Linked DNA regions of Sus scrofa: region 1 is linked to region 2. The links are chromatin contacts, called in public Hi-C maps. All regions are on one chromosome and are shown on one strand. Each heading gives the region's core, a stretch centred on a gene start, on an enhancer-like site or on the middle of the called end of the contact. The rest is flanking DNA. Distances are from core to core; before and after follow the strand shown.

The links. Hi-C and Micro-C count contacts between places; a contact is called where the count stands out from the background.
Region 1: a Hi-C map of liver shows a contact between it and region 2, with 5 times the contacts expected there. The contact joins two enhancer-like sites. A contact is called at or near these places in 5 of 47 Hi-C or Micro-C datasets (embryonic fibroblasts, epiblast stem cells, liver and 1 more).

The regions. Positions count from the first base shown.
Region 1 is chr7:116,895,299-116,900,789 of Sscrofa11.1, reverse strand. No RefSeq gene overlaps it. Among named protein-coding and RNA genes, the nearest start is that of TCL1B, 15 kb to the left of the region's middle. Within about 2 kb of position 1,874, at least 2 of the 83 cell types and tissues checked have an H3K27ac peak or open chromatin away from gene starts, as enhancers often do. A contact at or near this core is called in liver, where this site is marked.
Region 2 is chr7:116,820,119-116,825,464 of Sscrofa11.1, reverse strand. No RefSeq gene overlaps it. Among named protein-coding and RNA genes, the nearest start is that of GLRX5, 35 kb to the right of the region's middle. Within about 2 kb of position 4,079, at least 6 of the 83 cell types and tissues checked have an H3K27ac peak or open chromatin away from gene starts, as enhancers often do. A contact at or near this core is called in liver, where this site is marked.

The sequences.
Region 1 (5,491 bases), core at 625-3,124, 78 kb before region 2:
GGGGGGGGGGGGGTCCTCTCTGGTCAGGGAATGACTGATGGGAGTTGGACAGCGGGACAGAGCAGAGGTCTGGAGGCCTGTCCCTGATTCACAGTGGACCTTGGCCTAGTCACTCCCCCGTCTGAGCCTGAGCATTAGAGAGATGACAGAAAGTGAAAATCTTTGGAGAATTCTCCAATTCCCTCTGATCAAATAGATCAAACACAGTCGTTAGGATCAGAGCGCAAGAGCGTGGGTGGCACTGGTGAAAGCAGAACCAACTCGGACCTTGGTCCCGCCATTCTCTAGCTGTGTGACCATGGGTGAGTCACTCAACCTCTCTGAGCCGCGGGTCCAACTCAGTTTCCTCGTCTGGATCACAAGGACAGTAGTAAGGCCTCCCTGGCAAGGTTGCTCTGAGGTTAAAAGAGACTGCAGGTGAAGTGCCTGGGCCCGGTTCCAGGCCACACGGGGGCGTGATAGCAGAGGTGTGGTAAGAGGGGCCCCCTAGGTTTTAGCCCTGCCTCCCTGCATCCTGCTGGCTCTGTGCACTGGAGGGGACGGCCAGGGAAGGGACTGTAGAGCTGAACTGAATCTACCCACCATCCCGGGCCTATGACAGTAACTCCCTCGCCGCTAGGGGGAGACCTAGAGGTGGAAGCCTGAGCTTTGCTCTCGTAGCCGGGGACCCCAGGAGGCGCTTCCCTGAGTGGGGTGTTGCTTCGAGCAGAGTCTATTTTCTTTCCCTTCACCTGCAGGAAGCTCCACATCTGGGGAGATCATCTGCTGGGCCTGGAGGGGTGGCCTAGTGGGGACATTCTGGGGACCTCAGGCAGCTCAGCTCTCCAGGTCTTACCACCCCATGTGTTCACCAGGGCCCCTCAGCCCAGTCTCCCTCTGGGTGTCACTCAGAGCCCCATCGCCCGTGTGAATGTGGAGTCAGGCAGGACCCGAATTCAAATCTGGCTCTGGGCGTTCCTGCTGTGGCACAGAGAAAATGAATCCCACGAGTATCCATGAGGATACAGGTTCGACACCTGGCCTTGCTCAGTGAGTTAAGGATCCCGCGTTGCCACAAGCTGCAGTGTAGTTTGCAGATTCGGCTGGTATCCAGTGTTGCTGTGGCTACAGCGTAGCCCGGTAGCTGCAGCTTCAATTTGATCCCTGGCCCGGGGATACGCATATGCCGCAGGTACAGCCCTAAAAAGAAAACAAAAATAGAAAATGAGCAGAGTGGATACAGAAAGGGCACTGAAGCGGAAGCCAGTCACCTGTCTATGTGATCTTGGACATGGCAATCCTTATCTGGGCTTCAGTTTTTTCCTCTGTAAAGGGGCTTCTCATTAAGCCTCCTCTCCGCTCAGCTCACCTGGGTCTAGGAGAGTCTTTCTTCTCCATCTGCAGTTACAAACGTGTCAGGGGAGTGTGGAAGGGCTGGTTGTGTCTGGGGAGAGAAGCAGTCCTGAGTCTTAACTCCACCTCTGATGCCTAAATGCCAAGTTACTGTTGAACAAATCCTTAACCATTCTGATCTTGAATTTGTCATTTGTATAAGGGGAATAAGGCTACCACTTCATTTGAATCATTAGAAGGAGCGCCTGGGAGAGAAAAGCACTTAGCAGATGCTCCACTGAATCGTAAAGATTCTGGCGTATTTTTAGTTTGACTGTTGTCTTTCTTGTTATACGGCCATAATGGAAGGCAGACAGGCATCTGCCTAAATGGGCAGGTGGAGCCGGCAAGCACGTGAGAGTAAAGTAACTAGAATGGAAACAGAAAATTAGATGCCGCAACTGCTATAACTCATTCTTGGCTGGAAATGATACAGACCTCGGCTGGGAGCATCATTAAAAACTTGGAAAGGACGGGGGATGATTGGCACAGGTGGCTGGGTGACTGCCCTGCGCTGGGCTTACATCCTGTGAGACAGAAAAGGAAAGCCAGCCTCGCTGGGAGCCTAAGCTTTAAGTTCGTTTCCACTTGTTCTGTGTCTTGTGTCATCACAGAATCAAGTGTCCCCGTCTACTTGCCAAGAGGGACAAAGCCCTTTCCAGTAACAGGGAAGGGCTTGATGCCATGGCCCCAAGGGCTGTTGACTTCTAACCTGAGACTGGAAACCGCATTTGTCAAAACGATGGTGGTAGAAAAACATGTTTGTTTACTTTAAGTGGAAAACACAATTTGTCAGAGGCGGTGGAGTCCACTCCACCTTCCTGGTGATTCGGTATTCACAAACCTCCCACGTTCAGCTGGAATCAACTCAACCTGCCCCACAGGAGCCTACGGAACATGACAAAAGGCATTTTTTTTTCCATACAAATATTTGTTTTGCAAATAAGAATGGAGTGGTTTTAAGCAAATATAGAATAATGATTTGTTTCAACCGCAGTAAAGTCCCGGAGATGCAGCAAACAGAAGACTTGAGGTCCAGCAGTGTGGCCACGGGGACTCAGGGGAGCCCTGAGGTGGTTCCTTTCTCCAGCCTGAAACCAGGGAGGACAATGATTCTGGTGGATTTGTGCTGTTGTCGCTTATTTCCCAGAATTCCCTTTCCTGCATAGTTCCGGGTTAGAACCACCCGAGAGATGCGGAGCGGAGAATTGTAGGTTAAAGCACATCTGGAGGTTAGTTCGGCTGGAGGAGCTGCAGCAGCTCCCACTCATTGCCACCGCGCTGGCTGCAGGTGTGGGCATGGAACAACTTGTCCAGTGCAGCCCTGACCTAGTCGGTCAGCCCTCACAAGTGCCAACAGCTTTCTCACGCATCTCTCAGCCACTGGCTAGTGTCCAGCTGGCTTTTAGACTAAAAACTCTGGAACCCTAGCCACTGTCTTATTTATTCTCTGCATCTGCTGTTCCTATCAATCATATGATCATTTATTTATTTAACAAATACGGCATCTACTCACAAGGCTCAAAGCCCTTTCCTAGATCTGAAGGTGAGATGAGGTCAGGTCAGTGGCCTCGCCCTGCAGTAGCCTGCAATCTGGCAGCATAGTCAGCAAGGGGACAGTCACTCCAGCCACAAACACCGGGGACACAGTCAAGAGGGACTGAGAGCTGCTGGCTGAGGTCATACTTGCCAGCCTCATGGTTCCAGACTAGACCCCAGGGCTGATGGGTGGCTGAGTGATACACCCAGAAATAGCCAGGATCTAGTGCCCAGGACATGTGAGTCTTACCTTGACCTCAGGGCAAAATGAACCTTGAAGATATAATGAAGTTTGGGATCTTGAGAAGGAAATATCATCCTGGATTATCCAGGCGGCCCCTAAATGCTATCACCAAGTGTCCTTATAAGAGGGAGACCTGACTACGGATGATGGAGGCAGGGGGGGATTTGGAGATGCCAAGTTGCTGGTCTTGAACACGAAGGAGGCACCACGAGCCTCAGAACACAGCACTAAAAGCTGGAAAAGGGAAAGAAGTGGACTCTTCCCCAGAGACCTCCGGGGGAACATGGCCCTATGTTGGCTTAAACCCTTTGAAATCCATTTTCTACCTCTGACTTCCAGACCTAAGACAATAAACCCGTGGTTTTGAAGGGGCCAGTAGCTGTAATTTGTTACCCTGGCCGTAGGAAACTCTCACAGCTGGCTAGGGGTCAGGCTCCTTCCCAGATGCCCCCTGAGGAGCCGACTTAGGCAGGGGGCTGCCAGCAGGAGCATTTGCCTTCGGGAAATTCAAGGGAAGAGTTGTGAACAAAAGATTTTTTAAGCTGATTGTAGTATGAGCTCTACTGGGTTTTAAAAACCGGAAGAGTCGGTGGCTGGAAGGAAACAAAAGGCAACGTTGCAGGATGTACCTGACGGCTGATTCCTTCGGGTCCCGTTGCCTGTGGTTGCTGTTTTCTTTACCGTAGGAGGATTGGGGGCTGTGCAACAGCAGCCACTGAATGAGCAAGCTATAGCCGGCAGAGAGGGAGCTCCTGGGTAAACGCAAGGCCTCCCAGCCGCCCAGCGGACCTTCAGGCCGGAATGGAGGCGTGGAGGAGGCAGGCAGGGAGCGCGGGGGAGAAGGAAGCAGATCGCAGACAATCACCTGCTCTCAGCCTTTCCAACCGGCTTTGCCTGCATCTGCTGTCGTGCCCTCAGGCTCCCTTTGTGCTCCTGAGGTCTATGAATGATTTGGAGACACAAACCTAGGCCAGCAACAGGCTTATTTTATTTTATTTTTGCTTTTTTAGGGCCACACCTGTGACATATAGAAATTCCCAGGCTAGGGGTCGAATCAGAGCTACAGCTGCCGGTCTACACCACAGCCTCAGCCACACCAGGTCCGAGCCATGCCTGCGACCTTTACCACAGCTCATGGCAATGCCAGGTACTGACCCACTGAGGGAGGCCAGGGATCGAACCCACATCCTCATGGACACTAGTCAGGTTCGTTACTGCTGAGCCACGACGGGAACTCCAACAGGCTGCTGGAACAGTGCTGTTTCTTATTCCTACCAGAGCCCCACGGAGAAAATGACTTTCACCTTCAGAAGAGCTGCTCCTTAGTCTCCGTGTGGTTCAGGCATCCAGAAGCCCAGGGCTGGAGGAAGAGAGGGCAGTACCCCTGGATACCGGGTACTGCCGTGTCCCCCCTGTGAGCAGCTGGGCTGACCGCTGACACACTGATGCGGGGATGGTCAGACCCCGACTGGGGCCTCGTCTGACGGGTGGGGAGGAGATGTGCCCGCTGGAGGCAGCAGGCTCACAGCAAGGAGAGACCGAGGGGCTGGAAGGACCAGGCTTCTCCTGGCTCCAGGGTGATGGGAGTTGAGCTGAGAAGGGCCTGCCCTTCCAGCAGAGCTGAGGCTGGAAGCCCGGAGCAGGGGACTGTCTTTGGGCACCAAAAAGCAGTAACGTGGAAATCTTGGAAAGAAGGAGGCTGGGAGCCTGCCCACCAGGTGCCTGGGCAGAAGACGCATTCTATTTTTATCTAGAAGTGCCGCAGTCTATTAGCTATTCCAAAGCTGGTGCTCATTTTAACGTGGCAAGGAAGGCTCGGTCAGGGCGGCCCTGAGAGGAGACTCCTGCAAGCAAGGTGCATGTGCGTGCGCACATGTGTGTGTGAGTGAAATTGTGCGTGTACATGTGTGCATGTGTGTACCTATATGTGCATGTGTGCATACGTGCATGCATGTGTACACACACGTGTATGTGCATGCATGTGTGTGTGCTTATGCATGTGCATTGTGCCTGTATGCACATGTGTGTTCTATGTACATGTGTGCATTGTGCACACATGTGTGTGCATGTGTGCGCAGACGTATACATTGTTATGTACACATGTGCGTGTGTGCATACTTGCACACATGTGTGCACACATAAGTGTATGTGCATGCTGGTGTTGTGTGTGTTCATGCATGTGTGAACACGTGCGTTGCTCTGTACATGTATGCACTGTGCACATGTGTGTGCGTGCATGTGTGTACACACATGTGCATGTGTGAGCACCCACTCATGGAGGCCTTTCAGTGGAGCCAGAAAAGGCTACCACAGCACCTTCTAACACCGGCAGCCTGC
Region 2 (5,346 bases), core at 2,830-5,329:
TGGAGGGGTCACATTTTACTGGGCGTGCCTGGATTTGACCTTTGCCATAAAGTCATTTCTTACTTTGAAAACATCTTGTCATTTGAAAGGATTGCCCTGACTTCTCTATATTTCCTCAAAATTCTGTTTGAAAACCAAACAGTTCCTTTTTCTTTTAGCTCATCTCTCTCTATCCATATCTTACATGCAGCTAAAAGGAGCCAGCTGGCACCTTTCGCATTCCACCCGGAAGCCTCTTTATCCAGACCCACAAGTTCATCAGGTTCAATTCTTAAGTTCCAAGTTGACACAGGCAAGCATCTACTAAGTGTCCTGCCAGTATATAAATCACGTCTATTTTCCTCCAGTCTCCAACAACAATTTCTTTGCCGTCCTTCAAACCTTCATGGAGAGGCTCCTTGTTTGAAATCCTTCCAGCTCCCATCTGCCGTGCAGTCCCAAATAGATCAGCACCGCATTTCTCGGTACTAATCTCTTCTCGGCTTATCTATTTCTTTATAAGAAACAACCCAGCCCTTAACAGCTTAAAACAAACGCATTGTGTCTCATCCGGCTGAGCTCACTTGGGGGCTCTCACAGAGTTAGCATCAAATGGCAGCTGGGTTGCAGTTCCCATTGTGGCTCATCAGTAACGAACCCACTAGTATCCTTGAGGACGCATGTTCGATCCCTGGCCTCACTCAGTGAGGTAAGGATCCAGTGTTGCCATGAGCTGTGGTGTAGGCAGCAGACGTGGCTGTGGTGTAGGCTGGCAGCTGCAGCTCCAGTTCAACCCCTAGGCTGGAAACTTTCATATGCTGAGGGTGCCGCCTTAAAAAGACAAAAAAAAAAAAAAAAAAAAAAAAAAAAAAAGGCAGCTGGCCTGTGAATCATGTGGCCACTCTAGGAGCCTTGGGCTTCTCTCAGTATAATGGCTGGATTCCAAGAAGCGGTGTCCCAAGAGAAAGCTTTTCCAAAAAAAACAAAAAAACAAGAGGAAGAGCCAAGACTACTTCTGATCTAGCCCTGACCATCGCTGCCCCTGCATTCTTTGATCTCCAGATCAAAGCAGTCACAAGCTAGCCCACATTCCATCAGACGGAGACACGTGCTCCGCCGCCCCACGGGTAGCGTCGTTTGAGTACAAGGAGGAAGGGAATTGACAGTGGCCCTCTCTGGAGGCAAATGACCACCACCGGGAAGGGCCAGCGTGGTGGGTCTGAGAGCAGATGACGAGAACCCTCGCCCTCACTTCCTGTTCATCATAGCACGTGTTAACATTCTAACTAAGCACGTGTCTGACTCTGATTATTCTCTCTCCATAGACATAGACTGCACCAAGGCCGATACCCTGTCTGTTTTGACGCGCCATTGCCTGCCCGTACTTGCACGATGTCTTGTCCTTACTGGGTGCTCAGCAGGTACAGTATTTGTGTACTAAATGAATGAACAGGGCATAGAGCTGCCCATCTTTCCAAGGGAGTTTCTGGGAGAACTAAGACCCAAATTTCCACTGAAACACATGGGGCTCCGTCCTTGGATGAAGCGTAGCAGAACCCTAATTCATTCATTCATTCATTCATTCATTCTGCCTAATATCAGCTTATCACAGATGAGCATTTCTCAAAACCTGCTCCATGAACGCTGTACATTAGCTTCTCTTGGTTTCAAATGTGTGGGGTGGGGCAGGGAGGTGTCAGGGTGGTCGGTGGATAAAAGCAGATACTGGGGTCCACACCTGCCCTAACAAGCCCGAATTGATGGGAATGGGCCTCAGAAAGCTGTGCTGAACCAACTCCGGGTGGTTTCAATGCCATGAACGTGTGAAAACCTCTGCGGTGGATGATATGGAAGCCTGGAGGTGGGCAAGATGGCCCAGGAAGAGGGGAGAGGGAGAAGGCAAGGGCCAAGGAGGGAACACCAGGGAAACCGCCTTTCTTCCAGGGAACGGTGAGGCTCTGCTGTGTACCCCTCAGCTAGGAGCATGACAGACATAGCTTTGCCCTCAACAGGCCCCTATTCTCGTGCAGGGCAGGGTAGCAAGGAAACAATTCCAAGGGTGTCAGTGGCAGGAAGGAGGTCCAGGGACGTCTGGAGATGCGTGGTGGGGCTAACCCAACCGGGAATGAGGAAGAAGCCTTCGAGAAAGGGACTTGCTGATGAAATCTGGGTTGGGGGTGGGGGTGGGGGGGGAGACAGGCCAGGTGAGGATCAGAGTGTTGCAGAAACGCAGAAACCGTGGCAGTGGAAGGAGACAAACAGCACTCGGAGATATGGAAAAGCAAGGTTTGTTCAGCACCGGTGCGGGCTCAGAGGAGTCACCTCCAGAGTCTGAGCACCAGGTCTTCGTTCTCAGTAACTTTTATACACTGCAAGATCTTGATTTTCCCATGTAAGCATCCCGGGCCTCCCCCATCCCCAAGCAGCAGTGTTCCTCCCTAAGAAACTGAGCCAGCAAGGTTACAGAAGCGGAACTGGTAAGCAATGCTGGGTACCTGATTAGCAGGGCTGCTGGCTTGGACAGAGAGCACACAGTTGTTACATTATTACAAGAAGGGTGGCATAGTGGGGAGCATAGCTGGAAAGGCTTGCAGCTTCCTTCTTAGCCAAGGGGCGGAGGGGGGTGTTCTTTAGTTAAAGCTCTATTTCAAGAGCACTGGGGCCGAGGGACCAACCCCTGGGGAAGGCCTAGAGGCGGGAGAAGGTCCTTCCTATACAGGAGCTGAAGGGGGTCAGTGTGGCTGGAGGAGAGAGCCAGACAGGGAGGTGAAAAGGCTGCAGGGCTGGACCTGAAAGGCCTTGAGTGCCAGGGAAGGCGCTCCATCCTGGGGACAGTGAGTGACCGCTAGGGAGAAGCAGGCAGTTGTGTATTGTGGGTGGAAGTAGGGACACCCCTGATGGAGTCTGAGAAGGAGACGACGCCAAGCTAAGAATGCTTTTCACATTTTCTTTCTTTTTCTTTTCTTTTCTTTCTTTCTTCTTTTTTTTTTTTTTTTTTTTTTTTTTTTTTTTAAGGGCTACACCTGCAGCATGGAAGCCCCAGGCTGGGGGTCAAATCAGAGCTGCAGCTGTCAGCCTACACCACATCCATGATGATGCCACATCCGAGCCACATCTTTGACCTGTGCTACAGCTCACGGCAACGCCAGATCTGTAACCCACTGTGTGAGGCCAGGGATCACACCCGCATCCTCATGGATACTAGTCAAGTTCTTAACCTGCTCAGCCGCAATGGGAACTCCAGTTTTCACTTTTTCTAATGTGGGGAAAAATTTTTAAGAATAATATTTCATGACAAGTAAAAATGTTCTAAAATTCACATTCCAGGAGTTCCCTGGTGGCCCAGTGGTTAAGGATTCAGCGTTGTCACCGCTGTGACTCAGGTGTGATTCCCCGGCCTGGGAATTTTCCACAAAAAAATAAAAAATAGAATAAAATTCAAATTGCAGTGTCCTCAAATAAAGTATTATGGGAACACGGTCACATCTGTTCATTGCTATCTCTGGCGACAGCAGCCCCCTGACCCCCACGTTAAAGTGTTTCCTCCCTGGCCCTTCACAGAGAGAGTCTGCCAACCTCTGCACTGCTCAGACCGTCTTTGGAGGAACAAACCATGTCTATTTATTGAGAAATAAAGACAAACGGAAGGACTGGACCTCTTGAAATTGGAATCTAAATCTAAATGTCCAGGAAGCTGGGACACGTGCTTTTCTGCCTCCAGGGTTTGAGTCCTGCACTCAGGAGAGAAATATTAAGCCCTGAGAAAAGAGAAAAGCTCTCTGCCTTTGCACCTGCCCAGAGGGATGTCACCGTATGTGTCAGCAGTTCTCCCTGCCATCGAATTAAGGTCATTTCCGGGAGCTGCTAGGATGGGCTGTTGGGATGGGGCTGCTGGGCCGGGGTGGGCCAGGCTCCTGCTCAGGGTGCTGCTCCCGCCCTGCCATTGCCAGTGGGAGGCTCACCCCCTCGTCCCCAAGGTCAGCGTGCACAGGGGTGCCAGCTGGGGTAGCCAAGAGACACCTTGCCCAGCCTCACCCCTGTCCTGCATCTGCTCCCGGCCAGTCTCCATGCCTGGCCCTGAGCCTTGGCCTTGGTCCATGAAGAGGAGTCTACATGAGGTCAGCTCCCTGGGGAAGCCAGGTGGGCTAGTTGCCCGTCTGTAGCAAAGGAGAGAAAAATCAAATGTGATAAATCAAACTCACATTCGTCTACCCAGAGATAGACAAAGGCTGGATAACATTATTTGGACAACGACGGAGCACAGAGTGGGTGCTCAAAAGGAAGCAGAAAAAGGGTAGTCCCCCCAGGCCTGGGCTCCTGATATTGACCACCTCATGTGACCCTACAACAGCCCAGAGGGAAATAGGTCTCTGCCCTTTGATGAGGCAACAAGAACTTGACCGACTTGCCCAAGGTCACACAGCTGACAAGCAGTGCAACTTGGATTTGACCATCAGCCCAAGCTCTTTGCACAACCAACTGAAAGGACAAATAAAACTGCCCATGGAGGTGAGGCCAGGGACACCGGCTCCCAGGAACTGGATGAGAAAACCTTTCTGCCAGGAGGAATCTATGTCTCGCAGAGCTGGGGAAGGGCTAGAATTGCTGCTATTTTTCAATGCTTTGAATCTGGGCAGGTGAGCAAATGTTTGAAAGGGAATCTGTTGACAAAATGATTCTAAAGTGCGTCAGCCATGTGGAATCTGAAAAAAGGACAGACTGAACTTCTTTGCAGAACAGATGCTGACTCACAGGCATTGAGAAACTTCTGGTCTCCGGAGGAGACAGTTTGGGGGGTGGGGGATGTGCCTGGGCTGTGGGATGTAAATCCTGTGAAATCAGATTATGATCATTATACAACTACAGATGTGATAAATTCATTTGAGTAATAAAAAAAGGAAAAAAATAAATTTAAAAATAAATAAATAAATAAAGTGCGTCAGCAAGAAGAAGCGAGAAAGAATATCCAAGAAAAGTTTGGAAAAGGGAAAAAAAAGAAAAACATGAAAGATGAGAGAGATACGTTGCTGTTACTTGTACGTGATATTAACTCATTTCATCCTCACAGTAGCTGCACAAGGTAGAGAATGTGATTAACCCATTTTATTTATTTACTTTTGTCTTTTTAGGGCCACATGCACTGCAAATGGAGGCTCCCAGGCTAGGGGTCAAATCAGAGCTGTAGCTGCCGGCTTACACCACAGCCACAGCAAGTCAGGATCTGAGCCACATCTGGGACCTACACCACAGCTCATGGCAATGCCAGATCCTTAACCCACTGAGCGAGGCCAGGGATCAACATGCATCCTCATGGATATGAGTCAGATTTGTTTCTGCTGAGCCATGACAGGAACTCTTACACTTTAC